Regions from separate parts of the Capra hircus genome. Here region 1 is linked to region 2. Evidence: chromatin contacts called from public Hi-C data. All regions are on one chromosome and are shown on one strand. The core of a region is the stretch at or near the end of the contact, and the rest is flanking DNA. Distances in the headings are between cores, read along the strand shown.

Region 1 (5,734 bases), core at 1,613-4,112, 49 kb after region 2:
TCTGGAAGTTCATGGTTCATGTATTGCTGAAGCCTGGCTTGGAGAATTTTGAGCATTACTTTACTAGCATGGGATAGGAGTGCAATTGTGTGGTAGTTTGAGTATTCTTTGGCATTGCCTTTCTTGGCACTGGAATGAAAACTGACCTTTTCCAGTCCTGTGGCCACTGCTGAGTTTTCCAAATTTAATGGCATATTGAGTGCAGCACTTTCATAGCATCATCTTTTAGGGTTTGAAATAGCTCAACTGGAATTCCATCACCTCCACTAGCTTTGTTCATAGTGATGCTTCCTAAGGCCCACTTGACTTCACATTCCAGGATGTCTGAAGAGTGAGCACACCATTGTGATTATCTGGGTTGTGAAGATTTGTTTCTGTACAGTTCTTCTGTGTATTCTTGCCACCTCTTCTTAATATCTTCTGTGTCTGTTAGGTCCATTTCTGTCCTTTATTGAACCCATCTTTGCATGAAATGTTCCCTTGGTATCTCTAATTTTCTTGAAGTGATCTCTAGTCTTTCCCATTCTATTATTTTCCTCTATTTCCTTGCATTGATCACTGAGGAAGGCTTTCTTATCTCTCCTTGCTATTCTTTGGAGCTCTGCATTCAGATGCTTATATCTTTTCTTTTCTCCTTTGCTTTTCACTTCCCTTCTTTTCACAGCTATTTGTAAGGCCTCCTCAGACAGCCATTTTGCTATTTTGCATTTCTTTTTCTTGGGGATGATCTTGATCCCTCTCTCCTGTACAATGTCATGAACCTCTGTCCATAGTTCATCAGGCACTCTGTCTATCAGATCTAGGCCCTTAAATCTATTTCTCACTTCCACTGTATAATCATAAGGGATTTGATTTAGGTCATATCTGAATGGTCTAGTGGTTCCCCACTTTCTTCAATTTAAGTCTGAATTTGGCATTAAGGAGTTCATAATCTGAGCCACAGTCAGCTCCTGGTCTTGTTTTTGCTGACTGTATAGAGCTTCTCCATCTTTGGCTGCAAAGAATATAATCAATCTGATTTCAGTGTTGACCATCTGGTGATGTCCATGTGTAGAGTCTTCTCTTGTGTTGTTGGAAGAGGGTGTTTGCTATGACCAGCGTGTTCTCTTGGCAAAAGTCTATTAGCCTTTGCCCTGCTTCATTCTGTATTCCAAGGCCAACTTTGCCTGTTACCCCAGGTGTTTCTTGACTTCTACTTTTGCATTCCAGTCTCCTATAATGAAAAGGACATCTTTTTTGGGTGTTATTTCTAAAAGGTCTTGTAGGTCTTCATAGAACCTTTCAACTTCAGCTTCTTCAGCATTATTGGTCGGGGCATAGACGTGGATTACCATGATATTGAATGGTTTGCCTTGGAAATGAGCAGAGATCATTCTGTCATTTTTGAGATTGCATCCAAGTACTGCATTTCAGACTCTTTCATTGACTATGAGGGCTACTCCATTTCTTCTAAGGGATTCCTGCCCGCAGTAGTAGATATAATGGTCATCTGAGTTAAATTCCCCCATTCCAGTCCATCCAGTTCACTGATTCCTAAAATGTTGACGTTCACTCTTGCCATCTGTCAGAAACCCCACATCCAAGGTAAGAGAAACCCAAGTAAGACGGTAGGCACTGAGAGAGGGCATCAGAGGGCAGACAGACTGAAGCCACAATCACAGACAACTGGCCAATCTGATCACACGGACCACAGCCTGTCTAACTGAATGAAACTAAGCCATGCCGTGTGCGGCCACCCAAGACGGATGGGTCATGGTGGAGAGGTCTGACAGAATGTGGTCCACTGGAGAAGGGAATGGCAAACCACTTCAGTATTCTTGCCTTGAGAACCCCATGAACAGTATGAAAAGGCAAAAAGATAGGACACTGAAAGAGGAACTCCCCAGTAGGTGCCCAATATGCTACTGGAGATCAGTGAAGAAATAATTCCAGAAAGAATGAAGGGATGGAGCCAAAGCAAAAACAACACCCAGCTGTGGATGTGACTGGTGATAGATCAAGGTCCGATACTGTAAAGAGCAATATTGCATAGGAACCTGAAATGTTAGGTCCATGAATAAAGGCAAATTGGAAGTGGACAAACAGGAGATGGCAAGAGTGAACGTCGACATGAACTATACAGTCCATGGAATTCTCCAGGCCAGAATACTAGAGTGGGTAGCCTTTCCGTGCTCCAGGGGATCTTCCCAACCCAAGGATCAAACCCAGGTCTCCTGCACTGCAGGTGGATTCTTTACCAGCTGAGCCACAAGGGAAGCCCTTGAGTGTTGTAAGCAAACAGCAAATTAGCCAAGATAGCTGAGGCTTTCTCACCCCACAGCCTCTTGCCCCATGTTTTGTAAATACGTGGTTATGTAACAGTTGAGATCACATATAGCACTGCATATGTGTGTCACAATGTACTCACTTGGCCACAGGCTGCTTTTGTTCTGTTTGCCTATATAGGCTCCCCCTGAAAAGCCCTTGTGACTGCATTATGGCTGCGTCTGCTGGGTCAGCTGTGAGAGAATACAGCATGTCTGCTGCTACAGCTGCTGTGCTAGTCAGGAGAAAATAAACATGTTTGCAGTTCCTACGGCTCCTTGAGCTTTCTTCCAGCTTCTCCGCTCTCGCCTTGACTACTGTGGGTTCAGCAAATACGGAGATACAGCAAGACAAGCGTCTAGCAATAGATGTATTGAGGGAGGGCCGATAGAAGGAGATACAAATAGGAGCCTTCTCAGGCCCAAGGTTCTGAAAAACCACAAGCTGCTTCTATGTTGGAGGAAAGTGGAATAACCCTGATTTACGAGTGGAGAGCTGGCAGGTGAACTGGCTTTTGCTGGACTGTGTGACTCGAACCTGCAGGCTTCTGTGAGCAGCAGCACCAGTGGGTATGACTGCCATCTAGTGCCAGATGTCACCTTTTGCAAGTTGTTTACTTGCTGTTTCCAGCTGAAGGGCATTTGGGGAGCCAAATTGAAGTTTAGGAGGTCATTACCCCTATCATCAGGAAGAAACTTAATATCAGGCTTTTGATATTATCTCTAATCTATCTTATTGTAGATGCAGAATCTAACTGATTGGATGGAATAAAAGGGCAATCATTCCACAATATAAAATTTGTGTCTCATTTCAAACCTCTAGGTTACTATGAATTTTGTAGATGCTACATAATCTTTTTTATAAAGAAATCCTGGAATGGACACATTTATGATTCAGGAGTCTTGTAGGAAACAGGTAGCATGCTTCAAAGGGGTGGCTGGGGAGAGTTTAATGAAAGGGCTACTCAGAAAGGATGGGAAGGGACTCAGGGAAACAGTCAAGACCAGGAAAGCACTGTAGAGTTAGTGACAGTCGGAAGCAGCTAGCACTCATAGGCCAGATGGAGCAAAAAGCAGAAGAGGACCCAGAAGGACTGTTCCACAGGAGACAGCCACTTGACAGTTGCTGTGGCCTCAGCTGTGGTTCTTGGTTGGGAAGCACACCCTTAGAGGAGGATTCACATGAAAGCAGTGTAATAAGGAATCCTTGGACGGATGGGAAGGGGTAGGGGCGCAGAAGCAGGGCAGAGAAGGAAAGATCAGCAAGATATTATCTCAGGCAGAATTCTGTGGAAAGGCAGTGTTAGCCTGACCCCTCAGAGGAACTTTGAGAGGTAGGTTGTTTCTCAGAAGGTCTACCTGGAGGCAAAGAGGCTTGGCATTGAGACTCTTAACTTGCCATTCATTGGTCAGGTGGATGGGGATGAGAGGAAGCAGGGCATTATACAGGACCTGGACCTTCTAAACATTCAGTTAGGGTGAAGCGCTAACTCCGGGGCTCTGAGAGCACTACCTGGGCTCAGCTGAAGGTTCTGAGTGTTAGAAGAACACGCTGAAAATCACTACAAAGGCATCCAAAGGGATCTGTGTGAAGCAAGAGCATCTGTTTCTACCAGGGATTAAACCAGTGAGACACGATGGTTCAGTTAACTCCTGAAGGAGAAAGACACTGAGATGGATTTGGAGTACCAGAGGTTTATTTAGCGGAGAGGGTAATGTCTGATACAGGGGGGCCTCACCACAATCTGAGCTGACATTCTCAGCCAATCCCACGGAAACTCTAAAACAAAGGTTGTCCTTTAGAGGAGTTATGCAGTGGGCAGAAGTGACCAGGCCCTCATACCCCTTGCATGCCCAGGAATTGATTGGTAGCAGACCAGGAAAGGCACAGATCCTGAAGATGGTATCGCTGGAGGCTCTTGGCTAAAGGTGCTGCTTGTGGCTGAATGGCAAGTTCTTTTACAAGGGAGGTCCAAATGGAGTACTCCCTCAGCTGCCACACTTAATCAAATGCAGTATTTCTGTTGTCTCAGCTACCTCCCCAACACCAGGAAAGAAGAACTTGCCTGCATGGAGTAGTAGAGAAACAAAAGGCTGAGGGACCTCCCTGGTGGTCCACTGGTTAAGAATCTGCCTTCCAATGCAAAGGATGTGGGTTCGACCCCTGGTTAGGGAATTTAGACTGAGTCTGCATGCTGCAACCAAAGCCCAAACGTCACAAAGAAGATCCCACGCCCTGCAACTAAAGCCCAGTGAAGCCACGTAGATGAAATAAGTAAATATTAAAAGAAAAGATACAATAGGCCCAGAGAGAAATGTTGTCTTGGTGGCTCACTTGAGTACCTAGATGCAGCTACATCTGAAGCCCAGTCACATGCTTGGCTCTTTTGGTTATGTGAACCTGTCAACAGTCTTTCTGCATAAGCCAATTTGAGTTTGGGTTTTCTTTTTCAGCAAAAGAAATCTTCCTGGTTAATATGCTCTCTGAGCTTTACTTTCTTTAACTGTAAAATGTGACTCGGGTTTTGAGAAGGAAGAAGGACAACTAATATAAAGCATAGGCACAGAGTAGGTGTTCCCAAATAGTATTTAATACTATCAGAGAAAAAGGAAAAGGAGGCAAAGCAAGGCAAGGGCCACCTCTGGAGGGCCCTCTGTGTCCAGGGCCAGCCAGTGGGCTGAGTTCAGTGCTCAGCAAAGTCTGGTACCTGTCTTGAACTTTCCTGAAGTACTCAGCTATCAAACAGGGCTGGCCTCTTAAGTTGCTTTGAGCCTGTGACTTTCCTGAAGCGAATGCTCCCTGATTCAGTGTGTTACTGGCCTTATAGGAAGAAAAGAAAAGCTCTCTTTCAGGACAAGATGAGAGAGTCTTCTCACTCTCTTTTTCTTTAATATGGATACTTCTCTGTATTTATTTTTGTTACTATTATTGTTTGTAGACTATTTCTTTGTGGAAGTATGCGAAGTTTATAGCAAAATTAAAAGAATAAATATGAAATGACTACCTTTGCAGTGTTGTGATGATGCCAAAGCTTCAGGGGGAAAAACCAAGAAAGAACAAAGACCTATAATTTATAACTCAGGAGTTATTTTTTGTTTTCCAAGAGGAATAAGAAACTTTATATTTTAAAGATCTGCTGAGCTCCCCACTGTTCTTCTTCTCCTCTCCCACCAAAATTACAAAACCTTTGACTTCCCAGTAGAGATTTTGTGTTCTGAATGTTAAAATGATGACGGGAGTTGGGGAGAGAAGACGCTGTTACATGTAAATTCTCCCAATCTCCCTGAGGAAGCGTATGTCCTAATTACAGGAGTGAACAAAAAGTGGCTTTGAATAGTCATTTTGGTTCATCAAGTACTTAATACCTATTATTAAAGAAGCTTCTGACTGGTCTAATTGCATATTGTGAGACTAGAGCAACTACAGGTAT
Region 2 (5,261 bases), core at 1,025-3,524:
TCCACATATCCACTCACCTGCCCACCCACTCACCCACCCATCTGCCCGTCTGTTCATCTACCCACCCACTCACTCATCCATCCAGTATTTACTGAGAACCTACTTATACCTCAAGCATTATTCCAGGCCCTGACTTCTAACCAGTTCAATGGGGCTCATAGCTGCTCTACCCACCCTGCTGGGCTTTACATGCCTTCCGCGACAGCACGGACCATTACAGCTGGGACTCCTATGCTTTTATCACTGTTGCCTACGCATGGTTCCAAAGAGCTTGGGAGAAGGGTCACCCCAAGATGGCACCACCTGCCATCCCAGGAATCCAGAGCCCTGACAGGCACTAACCACAGCGTTCTTTGGGGCTGCTGGGCATGACGCACCTACCCTCACCCTATGGCAACAGCATGCTCAGGCTGCCAGTTAGGAGCCAAATCCAAACCACCAGTTAAAAGTGAAGTTCAAAAACAGCAGTGACCACTTTGGGCTTGGGAGTATATTCGGCAAAGGGGCACACAGGGGCCTTTTGTGGCGCTGAGAGCGTTCGTTGTCATGATCTGGGCACGGGTTACACAGGTGTGCACACACAGGTGCTGTACACTAGTACCTGGGCATTTACCGTAGGCATACAAATGTTTTCAGGATGTCAGGCCACTACGTACGTTCTTGAAAAGAAACTGAAAATAGGTACCTGAACATGCACAAAATCTCTCCAGGAGATTCAAACTGGCGAAGCGAATTCTCTGGGGACATGAACCAGGAGGCTTGGGGTCCGAAGTGGGAGGCAGATCTTTCACTCCATATTCTTTTATCCCATTTGAGTTTTATACCGCGTTTAAAGAAAACCAGCCAATTTCCTCCTAAGGACTGCAACACCACCACCAGGAGGCGCCCGGTTTAAGGGTCTGTGTAGCACTGGGCTGGCCCATCCCCTTGGACTAACTGTAAACCAGGGCGGGGAAAGCGGCACCACTTCCCTAAAAGTTCAGGTGGCAAACATTAACACGCACCAAATCTGGGTGGAGAGTAGAGTCCTGCCACATTCTTTGGGGGTACTCGAGGGCATCTGCAGACGCCACTGTTAGAGAATCCTCCTTCCACTGGATGTCTTGATATATCTTGGGCTCCCATGCCCAGAAAGCTTCCTGCGCTATTTCCCTCTGCCTTCTTTCACTGCCCTCTGCTCCACTCCATGGGGCCTGGCCACGTCCACACCAGCTAAGCCTCCTCTTCTTCCTGCCTCTAGTTCATCGGCTTCCCTGCATTCCCAGGCCTTTCGCCACTAGCAAGCTCTCTGTTCCTGCCAGCCACAGGCTTTCCATCTTCTGTTTTGTTCTGAAGTACCCTGATTCTTCAGAGCTCAGATCTAGACTCTCTCAAGAAGTCTGAGAAATGGCCTCACCCCAGCCTTTCTGATTTCTCCAGTTACCTTGCACAGATGAATCCTTGCCTCCCCATGTTGACTTGCGGGCAGGAACCATCCATCACCTATTTCTTCTGTGCGTCTCTGCAGCACCTACCCTCAGCTAGGCCCACCCCACCACACTCCTGTGTAGGACACTGCCTGAACCCGATGGCAACCTGCCTCCCACAGTCCACAGACCGGCGACACCTGCCAAATCACCCAGCGTCATTGCATCCAAACCCTTTCACTCAGTCACACTCAGCTCTTAAGCCTCAGGGCCTTTGCAAACACCATTTTCTCTGTCTGGGATTCATTAGCAGATTCTCTTACTCATCCTCTACATGAACTTGAAACACTTTCTCCTTCAACCCTCCCTCTCCACTAGAACCCCTTGTTCAAACCCCACAACTCTCTGCTCGTCCACCAGGAACTCATGAAAACTGGGAATTATGTTTTTGTCTTAATTCTTTTTCATGTTTGTTTCTCCCAAATATGACAGTGAGCTTCATGAGCACAGAACTCCACCTGCCTTCCCCAGTGTCCCTCAGGGCCTAGAGCAGTGCCTGGTCCACAGCCCAGGCTCCAAGAGGGGCTGGAGGAGGGCGTTCTCTCCCATCTCCCGCCACCCCCAGATGTGTCTAGGTTTCACCTCAACCCCACCTAAGATTCAGGATGCAACCTGAGAACTGGATTACGCAAACAAAAAATAAATGAAGCCCCAATTTAAAATAATTTTAAGGGGCATGATAAAAACACGTCCAGGTGAGCCCTTGTGTACACTTGATAATCCTTCCTTGGGTCAGGGTGGCCCTGGGCATATCTTCCACTTCCTTAATTTTTGTGGGCAGTGCTCAGGTTGCCCAAGCCTTAGTTGACACAGGGCCACCCCCATTGTTCTACTCTCTGCCAGAACACTGCCCTTCCTCCCACAATGGGCAGAAACAGGTAGTGACCTCCAGGGTGGGGCTTCTCCACACGTGACGAGCAGCACAAACAGCAACTTGCCTGCAAGCCCAGGAGGTGGGTACAAAGTATCTCCTAGTTCAAGGATGAGGAAAGAGGCTCAGAGAGTGCCTCCCTCACCCACCCTGCTGAGCTCCTCACACAGAACACAGACAGTCCTGACTCACACAGACATGGCCTCCCAACATTATTCCCCCAGCCCTGCCTAGCTGACACAGAAAAAACTTGTTGACGAGGCTTGTCCCTGGAACAAGATCCCTTCCCAGTTCCCCAGACATTCACGCAGACAGCAACCCCCTCCCCCCACCTCTGGGTTGCGCTTCCTGCAGGCTCAGGCTGAAGGCCACGGATCTCTGAGAAGCGCCTTTGTCCTCTGGGCCCGGCAGAGGATACAGAGGGAAAGAGCCTGGAGACCAGGTCTCTGAGCTGTGGCGCTGCCCTCTGCCAGCTTGTGGTTTAGGCCTTGCCTCACAAGGTGCTGGCCCACACCCCACCCAGGCTGACTGGCAGGGAGGCAAAGGGCGGCTGGCCCCTTCCTGAGAGGGACACACGAAGGACACAGGCTTGGATGGAGGGCTGGTGGGGTGATCACAGCCAGGAAGGCTAAGCCTAGTGACGCCCATAAAGGGACAGAGCAGAAAGGGGAGGGGAAAGGCAGGGAGGTGACCGAGAGGCCGAGGGCAGCTGATACCCTGCTGAACGAGCCACAGAATCCCTGTCCCATGTTTGGAACATTCAGGCAAGCTCCCTAAAAAGCCCTATGGAGAGCTACTTCTCCTCAGGACAAGGGGAGCCAGATTCCCTATGTACTCCATTGGGCAAAGGAATGAGGCAAAAATGAACAGGAAAGAGAACATGAGATGAGATCAAAGAGCCAGCGGCCCAGAGGCTGGAGATCCACCTCAGCAGGCAAGGGAGAGAAGACGCCTTCACATCCACAGCGCCTCCCCGCTCAGAGCCCCCTGGGGCCGGGCGTGAGCTCCGGGCACAAAGGGGCACAGGCCGGTGTCAGGAACACAACACATACACGTGGTGGGTAAGGGGAGGCACCTCCACAGCGAGGAAGCCACCAAAGGGGGCCACAGCACAGTGAGAAGCCAGACCAGCGGGGCAATGCACCTCCTTCTGGCCTCCCGGCTCAAGCTCAACCTTCTGCCCTGAGGGTGTGGTGGGCTCAGCGTCACAGCCGGCTCCCCCCGGAAACCCCAAATCCTGCCAAATGCAGACTCTCGTGCCCGAAGTGCCCCCAGTCCGCAAGAGACAGCACGGACCCCATCAGCTCAGCAAACAGGAGGCTCTCAGAGCACGGACAAGGAGAGTATTTTTCCTTGACTTGGCCTGTCGGCCACCCCACACACATTCACACACTCGCTCAACGCATAACCCTCCATGAGGGGCTGGGGCCAGGCCCATGCTGAGAACACACGTTCTTTTCACGCCCGCCGGGACCTGGCAAGTCGGGGCCTCACCCAGGCTGTTCCCACCGCAAGCCTGTAGGATGCGCCGGGCTCGTTTCTTAGCATCTTCTGGGAAGCTGGGGCTGTCCAACAGGTTCGGGTAGGTGCACAGTGCCATCACCTGGGGGAACAGAGGCATTGGCTGGGCTCTTGGCAACCTCCCACCCCAGAGGGGCACAAAGGATGCCTCTGAGGGACAGCGTCACCGCAGGACTCCCCACGAGGGCCCCCGCCTGTGGGGAGGGTCTGGGGACGGGTGGGGAGGAGGACAGTGGATGCTCTGCAGTGGAAAGGAGATGGTGAGAGGCAGGGTCCCTGATGACCTGGGCTTGGGCCAAGGGTGGGCCACCAGAGGAGCCAGGGAACAAGAGGCTGCTACTCGGCCCAGCTCCTCCATAAAGGCCAGCGGCTCACATAGCCAAGGCCACAGAACCAGGGGTTCCAGAACAAGGAGCTGGGACCAAGCAGGCAGGTGCACCCCAGCTGACAGGACTGCAGAGACCCCCTCCTTACAGCCTGAGCGCCGCCCCATGCCCCGCCCCCACCCCTCCTCACCATCACCCCCTTTCCTGGCCAGAAGTGAAAACCGAGGCAGCTTTTTCACCTCTGTAACAGGGAAAATCACCCTAACCTCACAAATTAAGAGGATTATGCAAGAAAGTGTTTGCAAAAGTGTCAGTAAACCCCCGCTCAGCAGGCAAGTCTAAGCTGGAAGCTTAGGAGTGGTGCCAGGAGCAACGAGATGAGATGGGGCTCAGGCTCTGACACCAGCTGGGGGCTTCAGGCAGGCTCAGGCTCTGACACCAGCTGGGGGCTTCAGGGCAGGCTCAGGCTCTGACACCAGCTGGGGGCTTCAGGCAGGCTCAGGCTCTGACACCAGCTGGGGGCTTCAGGCAGGCTCAGGCTCTGACACCAGCTGGGGGCTTCAGGCAGGCTCAGGCTCTGACACCAGCTGGGGGCTTCAGGCAGGCTCAGGCTCTGACACCAGCTGGGGGCTTCAGGCAGGCTCAGGCTCTGACACCAGCTGGGGGCTTCAGGCAGGCTCAGGCTCTGACACCAGCTGGGGGCTTCAGGCAGGCTCAGGCTCTGACACCAGCTGGGGGCTTCAGGCAGGCTCAGGCTCTGACACCAGCTGGGGGCTTCAGGCAGGCTCAGGCTCTGACACCAGCTGGGGGCTTCAGGCAGGCTCAGGCTCTGACACCAGCTGGGGGCTTCAGGCAGGCTCAGGCTCTGACACCAGCTGGGGGCTTCAGGCAGGCTCAGGCTCTGACACCAGCTGGGGGCTTCAGGCAGGCTCAGGCTCTGACACCAGCTGGGGGCTTCAGGCAGGCTCAGGCTCTGACACCAGCTGGGGGCTTCAGGCAGGCTCAGGCTCTGACACCAGCTGGGGGCTTCAGGCAGGCTCAGGCTTCTTGGAGCCTGGCTTTGCCTCAAATGAATTT

What was found. A called contact is a pair of places that touch in the nucleus more often than the background predicts.
Region 1: a Hi-C map of liver shows a contact between it and region 2, with 5 times the contacts expected there. The contact joins two enhancer-like sites. A contact is called at or near these places in 2 of 5 Hi-C or Micro-C datasets (blood and liver).

The regions. Positions count from the first base shown.
Region 1 is chr18:22,006,574-22,012,307 of ARS1.2, forward strand. No RefSeq gene overlaps it. Among named protein-coding and RNA genes, the nearest start is that of GPT2, 37 kb to the left of the region's middle. Within about 2 kb of position 2,863, at least 1 of the 5 cell types and tissues checked has an H3K27ac peak or open chromatin away from gene starts, as enhancers often do.
Region 2 is chr18:21,958,192-21,963,452 of ARS1.2, forward strand. It overlaps GPT2 (alanine aminotransferase 2), which reads right to left. Exons shown (of 12, transcript XM_018061975.1): 4 at 3,832-3,940. Among named protein-coding and RNA genes, the nearest start is that of GPT2, 12 kb to the right of the region's middle. Within about 2 kb of position 2,275, at least 4 of the 5 cell types and tissues checked have an H3K27ac peak or open chromatin away from gene starts, as enhancers often do.